2 separate regions of the Mus musculus genome follow, and region 2 is linked to region 1. Evidence: chromatin contacts called from public Hi-C data. All regions are on one chromosome and are shown on one strand. The core of a region is the stretch at or near the end of the contact, and the rest is flanking DNA. Distances in the headings are between cores, read along the strand shown.

The links. Hi-C and Micro-C count contacts between places; a contact is called where the count stands out from the background.
Region 2: a contact with region 1 is called in a Hi-C map of liver, with 4 times the contacts expected there. The contact joins two enhancer-like sites. A contact is called at or near these places in 2 of 39 promoter capture datasets (the C10 cell line and pre-B cells), 4 of 484 Hi-C or Micro-C datasets (the Ba/F3 cell line, cerebellum, embryonic stem cells and 1 more), 1 of 115 datasets of contacts at active chromatin or transcription factors (large pre-B cells) and 1 of 9 other capture datasets (adipose tissue).

Annotation. Positions count from the first base shown.
Region 1 is chr14:64,631,983-64,634,719 of GRCm38.p6, forward strand. All of the region lies in intron 2 of Gm36924 (a long non-coding RNA gene), which reads left to right. Among named protein-coding and RNA genes, the nearest start is that of Gm36924, 8.8 kb to the left of the region's middle. Within about 2 kb of position 1,484, at least 65 of the 459 cell types and tissues checked have an H3K27ac peak or open chromatin away from gene starts, as enhancers often do. A contact at or near this core is called in liver, where this site is marked.
Region 2 is chr14:65,386,982-65,389,784 of GRCm38.p6, forward strand. It overlaps Zfp395 (zinc finger protein 395), which reads left to right. Exons shown (of 10, transcript NM_199029.2): 4 at 1,809-1,918. Among named protein-coding and RNA genes, the nearest start is that of Zfp395, 30 kb to the left of the region's middle. Within about 2 kb of position 1,275, at least 21 of the 459 cell types and tissues checked have an H3K27ac peak or open chromatin away from gene starts, as enhancers often do. A contact at or near this core is called in liver, where this site is marked.

The sequences.
Region 1 (2,737 bases), core at 234-2,733:
TTATATGTAAGTACACTGTAGCTGTCTTCAGACACTCCAGAAGAGGGCATCAGATCTCATTACGGATGGTTGTGAGCCACCATGTGGTTGCTGGGATTTGAACTCAGGACCTTTGGAAGAGCAGTCAGTGCTCCTAACTGCTGAGCCATCTCACCAGCCCTGTCCATCTCTCAAGGGGGAGAATGGACTAGATCTCTTTGTGTCTCTCTGCATAATCAGAGCCCAGTCGTTCAGTGGAGGGCAGTCAAGTCAGCAAAGAGCTAGAAAGGGCAGTTTGTGTCAGAAATCCTGGAGTCACACCCGACTCTGTGCTCGTCTGTAACCTTGGGAAGCCATTTCCCCTTAGACTCTGCACCTGCAAAGCTAGGCTGTCGACTGCTGGCCTCATAGTGCCTTTGGCAGCATTGACGAAGGACAGTGTTCACTGAGGTGGATCCTAACTGCAAGTGTTAGTAAATGTGTGCTGAAGGAGACTGACCTGTATGTCAGGGGCCAGTCACTTCCCACAGTATCACTATGCCTTTAGAAATCTCTGATCAAAACCATCTGGAACCAGGTCAGGCTCAATTGATAGAATGCCTGCCTGGTATGTACAAAGTCCTCTGTTCCATCCCCTGTGCCAGTAACCAAACATATTGGTGCACCCTTGTAATCAATCCCAACACTTGGGAGGCTGAGCCAGGAGGACTTCTGTGAGTTGAGGCCAGCCTGGATTAGCCTGGACGACTTCCTTCCAGACCAGCCAGAGCTACATGGTAAGACTTCTGACCCAATAAAATAAAAGAATAGAAATACTCCCATATATTTACAATGGCTTAAGTATTTCTTTAGACACTTAAAAAAAAAAAGTTTGTTTCGTAATTACTGGCTGGTCACTTGATCCCCCACCTGCACCCTCTGTAAGGAGCAGATCTGAGATCCCACCAGGTTCTCCCGCTGAACATTTAAATCACCAAGGAAACATTAACAACTGACTCTGAGCCCCACCCCCAGACATTCCAATATAATTGGCCTGGGGTGTGGCTGAACTCTGGGATTTATTTAAAAGCTCCCTGCAGTGAGTCTAGCCAAATAGTCCTCTCAGTGGCACTGCCAGGGCTTCCCGTCCCTCATACCCAGGACCCACCCACAGCCACGTAGTCCTCCACAGTTGTTCCTCCAGCTGCTCTCTGTGTGCCTGGGATAGCCCATGACCCCAGTTCCTGCCCTGAAGGATTCAGAAAGGCAAACAAGCCTGTCTTCAAATCAGGTCACAAACACACCTTGACTCACTCACCTTCCTGACTTCCTGGGTTCCTAATCTGGTTTATGGTTTACTGATAACATCCTGGAAGGAGAACCAGTTTCAGACTCGCCTTGACCTCCTGGCACCTTGACTGCTGCTTTAGTTTCTATTCTGGTCTTCGCCTCCAACCAGCCAGCCATCTTTGATCAGTCCGTCCTTGGCTGTCAGTGCTTACTATCCAGGCTGTCCCCAGGATGGCCTCCAGCCTTGGAACATAGCAGCCTGAACCATGCACCTTGCCAGCCTAAGCCCCAGTCCCACCCCAGCCTCCACCGTCCCGTCCCATCGGTGCCTATTACGGTCATCATATCCAGTTTCTGTTCTAATAAGGAAGTTGATAGCATTCACAAGAGTGAAGGGAGGGAACTGGGATAAATCCAAGAAAATGGAAGGCGGGCTTACCATAGCCCACACGTGGTCATGTGTGTGTGTGTGTGTGTGTGTGTGTGTGTGTGTAAGATGTAAGAGGGAGGATAAATTTATGCAGTTAGCTCGTCACACCTTCACATGGGTTTCTGGGATCAAACTCAGTTTGGCCAGGCCTTTGCCAGTGGAGCATCTTGCTGCCATTCTCATTGTTTCTTTAAGATAAGTCTCTGAGAAGTGGAATTACCAGATTGAAACTAATAAACAAGTGTAAGACTCCTCTGGAGAGTAAATATAGGATTCTCTCTAAAAGAGTTACACAAGCATCTACCTCTACCAGAATGAGTGAGGGTCTCCTTTTCATGGTGGTTGTGTTACAAGTTCAGTGCCAAATGTTTCACAATGTAGGAGAACCCTCCCCTCCCCCAAGATACTGGGGAGCCCTAAGTTATATTGAAGAATGTGGAAGACCATGGGACAAATACAAACCCTACATAGTGACTAAAATATAGGGCTGAAAACAAGCGTGCCTTTAGTTTCCCATGGAGAGTGCCTAGATAGTCCGTTGTCCATGTCCACAGCTGCGGATGTTGGCTCTCTGGCTCCTCCCCAGTAATAGATTGCCCACTGCTACTGCCACTGGGTAAGATATGACCCAAGGACACAGCTCCAAAGGCCTTCCAACTGCAAGTGTTAGCTGTCAGTCTTTGACTTTGCCTGTGGACTCACTAGCTACCTTTGTTTGTACTCGGATAGCATTTGTTTAATTTTTAACATTGGGAGTATTCTGACCGTGGTTTTAAGGGTTCAGATTATATACCAACAAATGCATGATTCAGTTGTTACTAAAATAGAAGGCTATGTGCCTGACCTATCTTAATGACAGTTGGAAGGACACAGGGACTCAATTAGGAAGGCCAGTAACCAAAGCAGAGCATATTACATGGACCATAATTTTGGCTTAGGCTTGGTGGAGAAGGAGGTTAAGACCACATATGGAGGATGGCTCTTACAAACCCAAGACTAGACGAGACAGCCAAGTGTTTCTCAGTCAATCAGAAGGAATGTAGTTTCTCTAAAGAAGCC
Region 2 (2,803 bases), core at 25-2,524, 750 kb after region 1:
ATTTGCATGTGTCTTCTGCCATGGTGTAAAATGCTTTTGATTTTTTATTTTGTCCTAAATAGCATTTAAAAAGGTAAAGCCATCCTTTCTTAGCTCAAAATTGCAGGCAAGCAGGCTGTGTCTAGAGCACACTGGGCTGATTCTTCCCTTGGATGCTAGAAACCAGTGGGTGAAGAATGAATATTCTGCTTTAGGTCTTAGGGATATGATGTCGCCTTGGGACTCTAGATCCTGATGTATACCCTGTGGTCTATCTATATTGACCTTTTAAGATTTAAAAAGGAGAATCTGGGGCCAGGAGATGGCTCAGTAGGTCTAAAGAACTTGTGCAAGCCCAACAACTCAAGTTCAATGCCTGAGCCTATGTATGGGTGGAAGGAGGAGCCTACTCCACAGAGCTGTTCTCTGACCTCCACATATGTGCTATGGCATGAGTGCACTAACGCACAGCATGCAATAATAATAATAATAATAATAATAATAATAATAATAATAATAATAATAATAATAAATTTAAGCCAAGAAACTTTGCCAACTGAACTATTTTGCATGTAAGATATATAAACAGCTAAACTCTGTCCCACTTATTTCTGTGGGTATAGGAGCTGTTGGCAGATCAGGGGGCTTAAACCATATTTTTTTATTACATTCATTTATTCATTGTGTTTATGGAGTGTGTATGCATGCTGTGGCGCACACATGGATGCCAGAGGATAACTTTCAGGACTCAGTTCACGTCTACTCTGTGGGTACTATATACTGAACTCAGCTAGTCAGGCTTGGCAGCAAGCACTTCTACCCACTGAGCCACATCACTGGCCCAGCAGACCTAGTGTTTTAAGTCCAGAGGAACAGCATTTCTGATCATGTATCCAGTGGAAGGCCAGCAAAGAGCTTGTTTTGCTATTCTGAGGAGGTGAAAATACAAAGATCATGTAAAGTCATGTTTACTATGTTAATGACTTTGGTCCATCTGTTGCAAACCCAGTTGCACAGTATAGCAGACCTGGTGTATAAAGAATGGGTGAATACAGTCCTTTGAAATAGGCAAGCCACTGGCAGCTTATTACATTCTGATTTTCCCCAGATACTTTACATTTCAGATAGTGCTTATTTTACTTCCAAATCATATAACTGTATGAATTTAGAGGGATAGAAAAGACACGTAAAATTCTATGCAGCCTGTTTAAAGCATGGAGTTTTAACAGCGGGAGATGGTTTCATCTGGTTATTTATTTTATCCTGGTCTGTTTGCTCATTGGCTTATGTAATAGGTTCTGTTGACATTCAGGAGCTAACAGAATGCCGTGTTTATTTTGGCAGAAGGGAGAGAGATCCATTAGTGTAATTGTTTCCTCTTAAATTTGAATATAAGACAGGGGAAGGATGTAATTTCAGTGTTTAGATTCCGGTGGGCATCATTTATTTCCACCTTATCTTCTTGACTCTTCTCTCTCCCCCCAAGTAAACAATGCTCCATTTTAAGCTGCAGGGTTAGAGGGAGCGTTTCGGGGGAGTGGTGCTGATTTAGGTGTCAGCGCAGTTTAAGCAGGGGACCCGCTGCTCATTCTGAGGTAATAGACGCACAGCTGGAGCAGGCGCTCATGGACTGAGTGACTTGAGTCCTGAAAGTTATCCTCTGAGCTTTACCATCCACTGAGCGTGTGCTGCCTGACTGGGTGGGGGGTGGGGTGCATGTCAGTGTAAGGTGATCCCACAAAATGAGCGGATGTGGTAGCTTAATCCGTGGGCTCTGTGGACCAGCCAGGCCTGGGAAGTAAGCGTATGCTCTGCTCATTTGAATCCAGGAAGTCGGATGCGGTGGAGATGGACGAGATGATGGCCGCCATGGTGCTGACGTCTCTGTCTTGCAGTCCCGTTGTGCAGAGTCCTCCTGGGGCTGAGCCCATCTTCTCTGGTGAGCAAGCAGGGCTGAACTGGTTCCTGGTGTGGCAGAGACCCACGACTGATGCTCTCTCACACTGGCTTCTATTTGCCAGTAGGGTTCTGCAGTCTCTTAAGTTTCCTCACCTGAGTAGAAACTTGGTGCTTTGTGACAGTGACTGAACTCAGTGCTAAGTCCAGTTGCCCAGCCACTCAAGCAAGTTCTATGGGAGCCTGGACAAGGCCAACAGAAATATTTACTTAGTTTACAAAAGCAGAACTATGCTCTGTAGTCCCCTGGTGGCGTCCGATGGTCAACATTCACTGCTCAGTGCCCAAATCAGCCTCACGAAATTCTCAGTGTGGGCTTACAGGCCAAATACCTGAGCTGAAGTTCAAATCTGATTGCACTATACAAACCAGTATTATGGGCCAGCGAAATGATTCTGGGTAAAGGTGCTTGCTGCCAAGCCTGCCAACCTGTGTTTGGTTCCTGGGACCTTCATGGTGGAAGAAAAGAACTGATACACTCTCACTCACACACTCACACACTCTCTCACTCACACACTCACACACTCTCTCTCTCTCTCTCTTTCTCTCTCTCTCTCTCTCTCTCTCATACACACACACACACACACACACACACACACACACACACACACACACACAGAGAGAGACAGGGTAATAAAAAGTTCTGAGTTGTATGGCCTCTAATTTATAGATACACAATTCTTTGGGTTATGACCCCCACACACACTACCCATAGTGGGCTTGAAGAAGGTTGGGAGCATCTTAAAGACGGATTGCTGAATAAGGCTTTTGACAAGACTTAAATTTATTTTAATGGAAATTCCTTATCTGCCAGTCTTGAAAGCTACTTCAACGTTTGTAGGACAATGTGGAGTTAGTTCTAATTCAT